Linked DNA regions of Pan troglodytes: region 1 is linked to region 2. Evidence: chromatin contacts called from public HiChIP or PLAC-seq data. All regions are on one chromosome and are shown on one strand. The core of a region is the stretch at or near the end of the contact, and the rest is flanking DNA. Distances in the headings are between cores, read along the strand shown.

Evidence for each region. HiChIP or PLAC-seq counts read pairs in DNA pulled down with a chosen protein or histone mark.
Region 1: an H3K4me3 HiChIP or PLAC-seq map of stem cell-derived excitatory neurons shows a contact between it and region 2, with 5 times the contacts expected there. The contact joins the promoter of NEK5 here to the promoter of DHRS12 in region 2. A contact is called at or near these places in 2 of 7 Hi-C or Micro-C datasets (blood and stem cell-derived neural progenitor cells), 1 of 1 datasets of contacts at active chromatin or transcription factors (stem cell-derived excitatory neurons) and 1 of 1 other capture datasets (stem cell-derived neural stem cells).

Annotation. Positions count from the first base shown.
Region 1 is chr14:57,711,814-57,715,257 of NHGRI_mPanTro3-v2.0_pri, forward strand. It overlaps NEK5 (NIMA related kinase 5), which reads right to left and starts at 2,050. Exons shown (of 24, transcript XM_009427003.5): 1 at 1,962-2,050; 2 at 531-598; 3 at 302-440. The coding sequence starts at 418.
Region 2 is chr14:57,386,153-57,389,735 of NHGRI_mPanTro3-v2.0_pri, forward strand. It overlaps DHRS12 (dehydrogenase/reductase 12), which reads right to left and starts at 1,284. Exons shown (of 9, transcript XM_024348549.3): 1 at 1,195-1,284. The coding sequence starts at 1,250. It overlaps LOC101059796 (a long non-coding RNA gene), which reads left to right and starts at 1,340. Exons shown (of 2, transcript XR_008538687.2): 1 at 1,340-1,942.

The DNA of each region.
Region 1 (3,444 bases), core at 800-3,299, 330 kb after region 2:
AGGGACAGGGTCTTGCTATGTTGCCCAGGCTATCTCGAACTCCTGGCTTCACACAATCCTCCCACCTTGGCCATCCAAAGTGCTGGGATTACAGGGGTGAGCCACTGCGTCCAGCCTCTTTTTAAAAATGAGATCATTGGTTGCTGTTTGGACAATGGACTTAGGAGGTTGAATTAACAAAAATCAATTATGGCTTAAAATTCGAAATTATAAAAAATAAAAATTTCCTTTTTATATTGGATTAAAAGCCAGCTGAATATCCCACTGAAAATTAACAGAAATTTGAACTTCTTAACTTTACCTTTTCAAAATTGATCTCTTTTATGACACAGTGCTTGCTATCTGATTTCCCTTTAGCTAAGTATGCTTTCCCGAAGGCACCTTGCCCGATGGCCTTAATCACATCGTACTTATCCATGGTCTCCAATGGGCTGAGGTTCCTGGAATTAGAGTAATGTAAATTTATCACACACGTCTCATAAAGACTAACAAAGTCAGAAAACTGATGACTAAAGTGTAAAAGAACTCACTTAGCTAAAACTTTCCTCCCAGCCTTGCCAAGACAGAGACAAATAACTTTCCTTGTGGCCACAGATAACTGAAATGAGACAGAGTTTCTTGGTCAGACACGGGTCATAGCTCAGCTTTGATACACTTTTGCCCTGTATTCTCGGGTAAGTCACTTAACCTGGCAAAACCTCACTTTCCTAATTTCTAAAATGGAATAACAATACCTGTTTTGCAAGTTTGTTCTGAGAATGAAAGATACTATATCCGGTGTTTCGCACGTTTATAAAGCAGGAATGTCCTTAGGCTTGTGCACTTTTATAGTTCAGCCTTTCTTAGTGGGGACGTACTGCCCCCTAGGGGGAATTCTGGAAATATATGGGGGTGGGGAAGCTGTTTCCCCAAGATTCAGAGGCATGAGGTTTACAGGTGGTTGGGGCCTGAGATGGTAGGATTCTGCGATTCGAGAGACAGTCCCGCACAATAAAGGATTACCCCGCGGCCCTACAATCTTGGAGAGTCTTCCTATACATTCCTGTGCGTGGAAAAATCCGTTTGTGGCTAGAACCAAACTCTATTTTACATCGAAATGCTAAGTATTTTTGCAGTTTTAATGAACGCTTCTTTTTTTTTCGAGGAATGCAACTACATGTAAATCAAGGCTTGATTGCACTTCGGTTTGGAGGTTTACCAAGAATTGTTCACCATTTGGGAAAACCACGCGCTTCACTGGCCACGCTGCTCCTGGTCCCGGAGACCCAACAATCTGCATTTGCTGCCGTCACGTTCAGGCGACTCCCCAGGCGCGGCTACTGGCTACTTCTCTACATTTTCCAAGGGTAGTAGTGCCAAGCATTTTCAGATTGAAATATGTACTTTCTTACTTATTGCTTTCCTTCTATTTCCTCTTTATGCTACAGTTAGGGCATAATACAGTTTTGTTGTTGTTGTTAATGGGGTGAGCAGGGGGCTTGTTTTCGAATAATTTTATGTCAGGGTGGGAAGTCGGTACTGGGTTGCAGGGGGCTGGGAACCAGCTCCGCAGCCAGGAGAGGCTGCAGACACCGGAGGATCGGGTTCTGAGAGAGACGCATACGGACTTGGGGCCGGGGGTGACTCGCCCTCGGGAGGCCCGCGACCCTCCCGCCCAAGTGGCACCAAAGGGTGGAAGCCCCCAAATTAGGAAAATTCCTTCTCCCCTAGGGCCGCCCCTGGAAAAGCGGCCGCGGGTGGGTGGCAAGACGCTTACCCGTACCCGACCTCCGCGTGTGGAGCGTTGCCATAGAGACCGACGTGCCCTGGACGCTACACCCACACAGCCCAGGACGCTAGGCCTTTTCTGGGCCGCCCCCGCCGCCCCAGGCCGAGACTCCATCCCTTTCCCCCACCCTGCCCGGCTCCCGAAGCCCTGTGGCGGCTCCGGGCAAGAACTAAGGGCGGCCCCTGCAGCGTACCTGCTCCGCCGGCTCCGCGGGGCCAACGAAGCGTCCCGGAAGGATCCGGGTTCCCAGGGCCGCTGCGCCTCCCTGCGGCCGGGGCGGAGCCGCGCAAGGAAACGCGGGCGGGGCGCGGGTCTGGAATGGCCTGGGGACCAGGCCACCTCGAGGCAGGGTCAGGCGCCAGGGAGTTTGGAGACCCGGCAGAGTCACCCCGCAACCGTCCCGTTGCCTTGGGTCGGGATTCCTTTGCTTTGCAGTCTACAGTAGCGCTCCCCGCTCTTGCTTAAGGTGCACCAGACGCTTCGCAAACGTTCTCTCTTTTCTTTACAACCCCTCAAGGCAGTAGTCTCCCAGTTTTACAAATGAGCTAAACTGAGACAGGAAGAGTGTTTCTTGTACAAGGTCTCAGATATTGCCAAAAGGTGGACGTGAGACTGGAACGGCTTCCTACTCTTTGGGCCACAGCGGCGGCCTGCCAAGGGACTTTCTAACGAAACCGGCGCTGCCCAAGCGTCTGCACGCACGCCCAGTGCCCATCCCACCCTGCCTCATTCTGGATTTGCACATCAAGCTGCTGTCTAAAATGTTTAAGTAGTTGAAAAAAATGTTAATTTTCAGCAATTGTAAATAATGACGCAAGTTAAATATATCCAATTGAATCGAAACACTACAGTAATATGGTACCCTCCATCGTCCATCTCACACACACACACACAAAAACCCCACAAAAAACTCTTAAAAATCGTAAGTTTACATCATTACTTTTCCTTCTTAAAATCATCTCTCCGCCGCCCCCTCCCCGTCCCCGCCACAAAAAATTTCTTCTTCTTGTAAGCACTCTAGTCAAGTTGGATTAGGGCTGAACTAAAGGCCTCATTTTGATCTAATTGCATCTTTAAAGTCTCTGTCTCCGAATACAGTCTCATTATTAGTTATTGGTGTTAGATTTCAGTCTGTGAATTGGGGGTGGCCGCGGCGGGGGTGAATGCAGCCCGTAGCAGGAGTCCAAAAGTTGTTTAGCAGTTGGAATATCCAATGTTTGTTTCTTTGGCAGTGAAATTCCCTCAAAATATTAGTAGGTATATGATCTACTTGTTTTTGTTTAATTACATGTGTCAGTGACCACACCCAAATTTCCTCCCTAGAATTCTTAGACTTGCTTCATTAAATCATATCTTCATTCTACTTTCCTGATAGAATTTTACCTCAGTTATCTTTTTCATACTTGAAAGTCTTATTGATCATCCTATCATACTGCTGAAAGAAGTATAGAAATGGAAATTTATATTTCCTGCTCATAGAATTTTATTTTTTCTGGATTAAATTGTTAAAATTACTAGTACTACACAATTGATCACAATAAAATGTATCACAATACTGATAATTATTAAATATAAAAAATAAAATTGTATTGAAAATTCATCTCTTTAAGACCTGGATGGGCTTCCCATGCACCGTTAGTTCCTGTATCCATACATGAATGCTAACTTCTTGCTAC
Region 2 (3,583 bases), core at 34-2,533:
GAAAGAGTCCTGGGAGAAATTTTTACAGTCTGCTTTCCTTGGGGCCCACCCCCGGTTGGAAACTGACTTAAGCTTTCATGCTGTGTAATGTGGAAAGATCCAGCAATTAATGGTCATTGCCAGAGGACACCCCTTTGAAAGAAAGAGGCTGCCACTGTATTCCCCTAAAAACTGTGGGACAGGGCTCACGACTACACTCCCCACCATTCTCTGCAGCAGGGGCTCCTGAGACAGAGCTGAACCTTCTCCAAAACGATGCGGGGTGAAGAGCAGGGAGTTGCAACTCCTACCTCCCCTAGGAGTGCTGGCCAGGTTGCCGTGGGAACTGATAAAGCCCCAGTGCAGGGAGAAGCTTCTCAGAGGTGAGAATCACCTGGGGCATTTGGATGAAATGCCAGTCCAGGCCCCTATGCAGATCCACTAAATCAGAATCTGTAGGGATGGGGCCTGAAAACTGGGTACTTTTAATTCTCGCCCAGTGATTCTGATGTGCAGACAGGGTTGAGAACCAGCGGTTAGCCTAATCAATTCTAAGAGAAAACCTCCATCTCTCCTCCGTCACAGGAACCTGTCACCTCTTAAAACCACAATGAGGTGGAGAGCCAACTAGGGCACACTGAGCGTGGTCACGGGGCGACGAAACCACCACGCACCGTTCCCCAGAAGCACACACTGGGTGCACCGCCACACTGGCTGGAAACCCAGGCTGGAAAGTTCCAGCTGGAGCCAAAGGTCGCAGTCCAGGTGCTGCATCTTTTTAAAGGAAACACATCCAAAGGCACTAGGACAGAGCCTTGGCTAGCGATTTAGATCCAGCCCTATCTGACGCCGCCAGCAGCACCACGAAGACACTTCCAGGAGCACACCCAGCGGGGCGCCGAGGTGCCGCCCAAGAGGCTCGTTGGCGCCGGGGCCGCCTGACGTCAGTGGGACGGCCCTGGGCTTGGGCGCGCCACAGCCCCGCCCCTCGGGCGCCAGTCTCGGTGGCGGGCATTGAGCGGCTGGAGTCTGGCGACTGCCCCACGCCCAGCCGTGGGTCGCTAGACGGCGGGCGCACCCGTCGTTCTGGACACGCTTAGTCGGCCCAGCGAGAGGGCGAAGGAGCCGCGGGCGCGTCCCCGCCAACCCTGCTCGCCCGCGCCGAGGCGGGCCACGTGACAGCCCGGGGCCCCGCGCCCCGCCGCGCCGCCTTACTTGGTGTACTCGCGCAGCCCCTTGGCGAACCACACGACGCTGCGGTACAGGGACATGCCGGGCGCGCCCCACGCCTAGCCCCGCCGCGCTCCCGGCGCGGCCTCCGCCCTGGTCCCGCCCCCCGGGAGTCGCCCGCCCTGACATCATCCCGGTTATGTAAGAGCCGCGGCTTCCGGGTCCTTGCTCCACCGGTAAGGCAAGGGGTCTCGGGGCCGGCCGGTCGACTCCGCCCCAGCCTCAGAGGGTGGAGTGAGGGCGGACTGGCCCTGGTGGGGGCCGCAGTCGAGGTCCGCAGTCTCCTCGGGGTTGAAATCGGGCATCAGCGCCGTTTAGAGAACACCGTCCTGCTGGGCATGGCCGGGATGCGAAGATGGCCCTGAAGCGCACCTCCTAGAATTTGGTTACCTAGAAAACCATGTGGAATAAAACGACGAGGCTTATGATATTTAAAAGACTTCTGCATCGAATTGGTGTTATCATAAGGGTTATTTTAATAACTGGCATTCTCTAAGTTTCTACACGTGTTGGGGGATGCAGTGCCGTGCCACATTTCCCGTCTCCAGCAAGCGCAGTCAGATTGGCGACATCGCAGGCAAGAGGCAGGGCTGGGACTCCCACCCGAGAAGTAATTGTCTCCAAAGTTGGACTTTTGCCACTGGTTCTGCGACTTCATGCAATGCCAGGGAGAGCCCCTTGATTTCCCCCAAATCCTCATCAGCCTCCTTCCACCCAAGCCCAGATGAACAGTGTGAGTAAAAAAGAGTGTGGTTGCTGCGTGAACCCAGATCTCAGACTAGTCATCCAGCCCCATTATGTAGGACTCAGACACCCCTGTCCACATCTAACCTCCAACCCTAACGCCACATTAGAAATGGGGGTCTTACTGCTGCTGTCACTCCTAGTCACCCTGTTAAATTCTATACCGGTTTACCCAAGTCGCCCAGAGACTGGGCCCCACTTACATAAGCTGAAGAGACCAGCTGCTTTAATAGCCTCATTACCTAGGATATAGGATCACTGTCCAACCTCACTCCACAGTGGGCAAGTTTTTACTTCAGAATAACTTTTGAAATAAATTTCCCCGGAACAGCTCGCCCCTCTAAACAGGACTCTGAGGCTCCACTACGTTGCTGTTATTCCTGACAGAGTGATGAAAGGAAATTTAAACAAGTGGCATTTTGTAAAACCACCCCAGCCTGGTGTGACTTTCAATGCCTGTCCGATTTGGCTGGGAAAATATTTTAGATCCCCAGGGCTACATACTGTTTTTTATACCCTCCTCTTTGTGTCAGTGATGGAAAAGGTGTCAATCTGCTCTGAATCTCTCTGAACACCTCAGGAAATAGGCTTTTGGCTCGCAGAGAGGGGATGAGAAATAGTTTTGAACCACCAAGTCTCTTGGAGGGTGTCAGCAGCCCCTTGAAGTAAAAGTGTGGCTGCAAACCCAGCTCTCTGCATTAGCCAGGTGAACCTGAGCATGCTGCATACGCCCTCAGTCTTGGTTTTTTAATATGTAAAATGGGAATGAATATGCGCACCTCGTGGGGTGGTTGTGATTAAAGGCATTCATTATAAAGAGCTTAGTTTCATACGAAGTGATCAGAAGTGTTGGTTTCCCTCCTTAAGTTTTCTTCTCATTCCTTTTTCCCCTGCGCTTACACCCATGCAGTGTACATTCAAGAAATTTCCATGAGGGCATGAGGTGTCCAGTGTTAGCCTCAAATCAAGCATCCACGAGGTAGTTAGTGTATACATTATATACATTTAAAGAGGAGGTCTTAGGAAAAGCCAAACCCTGTCTCAAAATGAGCTTCCACTCTCACTTGGATGCCAAGTAACACACACACACAAACAAAGGGCAGTATGGAGTTCACAAGGGAATGTTCCCGTTTAACTGGAGTCAGCTGAGCTGGATTCTAGTCCAATTTCTGCCAGTTATTCCCTGTGTGACCCGTGTGATAAAATGTATAGAAGGCTTAAAGTGTGTCAAGCATTGTGGATTATAGCACTTAATTCTCACACTGATCCATATGGTTACTCTTGCTATTATCCCCATTTTACAGATGAGTAAACTGAGAGAGGTTACATAACTTGACTCAGGTCACGGTAAATACATGGTGGAGCCAGGCTTTGAGACCAGGTAGTATGATTCCAGAGCCCACAGCTTCCCTGCTGCATCATACTAAATGGGGGCAAGTCACTTAGCCTCTGGGCCTCAGTTTTTCTCATCTGAACAAAAAGGGGGCCAGACTAGGTGCCACCCAGGGCTCCTTTCAGCTCCAACTTTCTATACATCTACTAAGAAAATTACATATGGATGCTAAATAAGTTAGGCCCAGGGTGCTTTTAAGAGAAACGTCAAAGTGGATAGGGTTGCTTCATTTCCCAG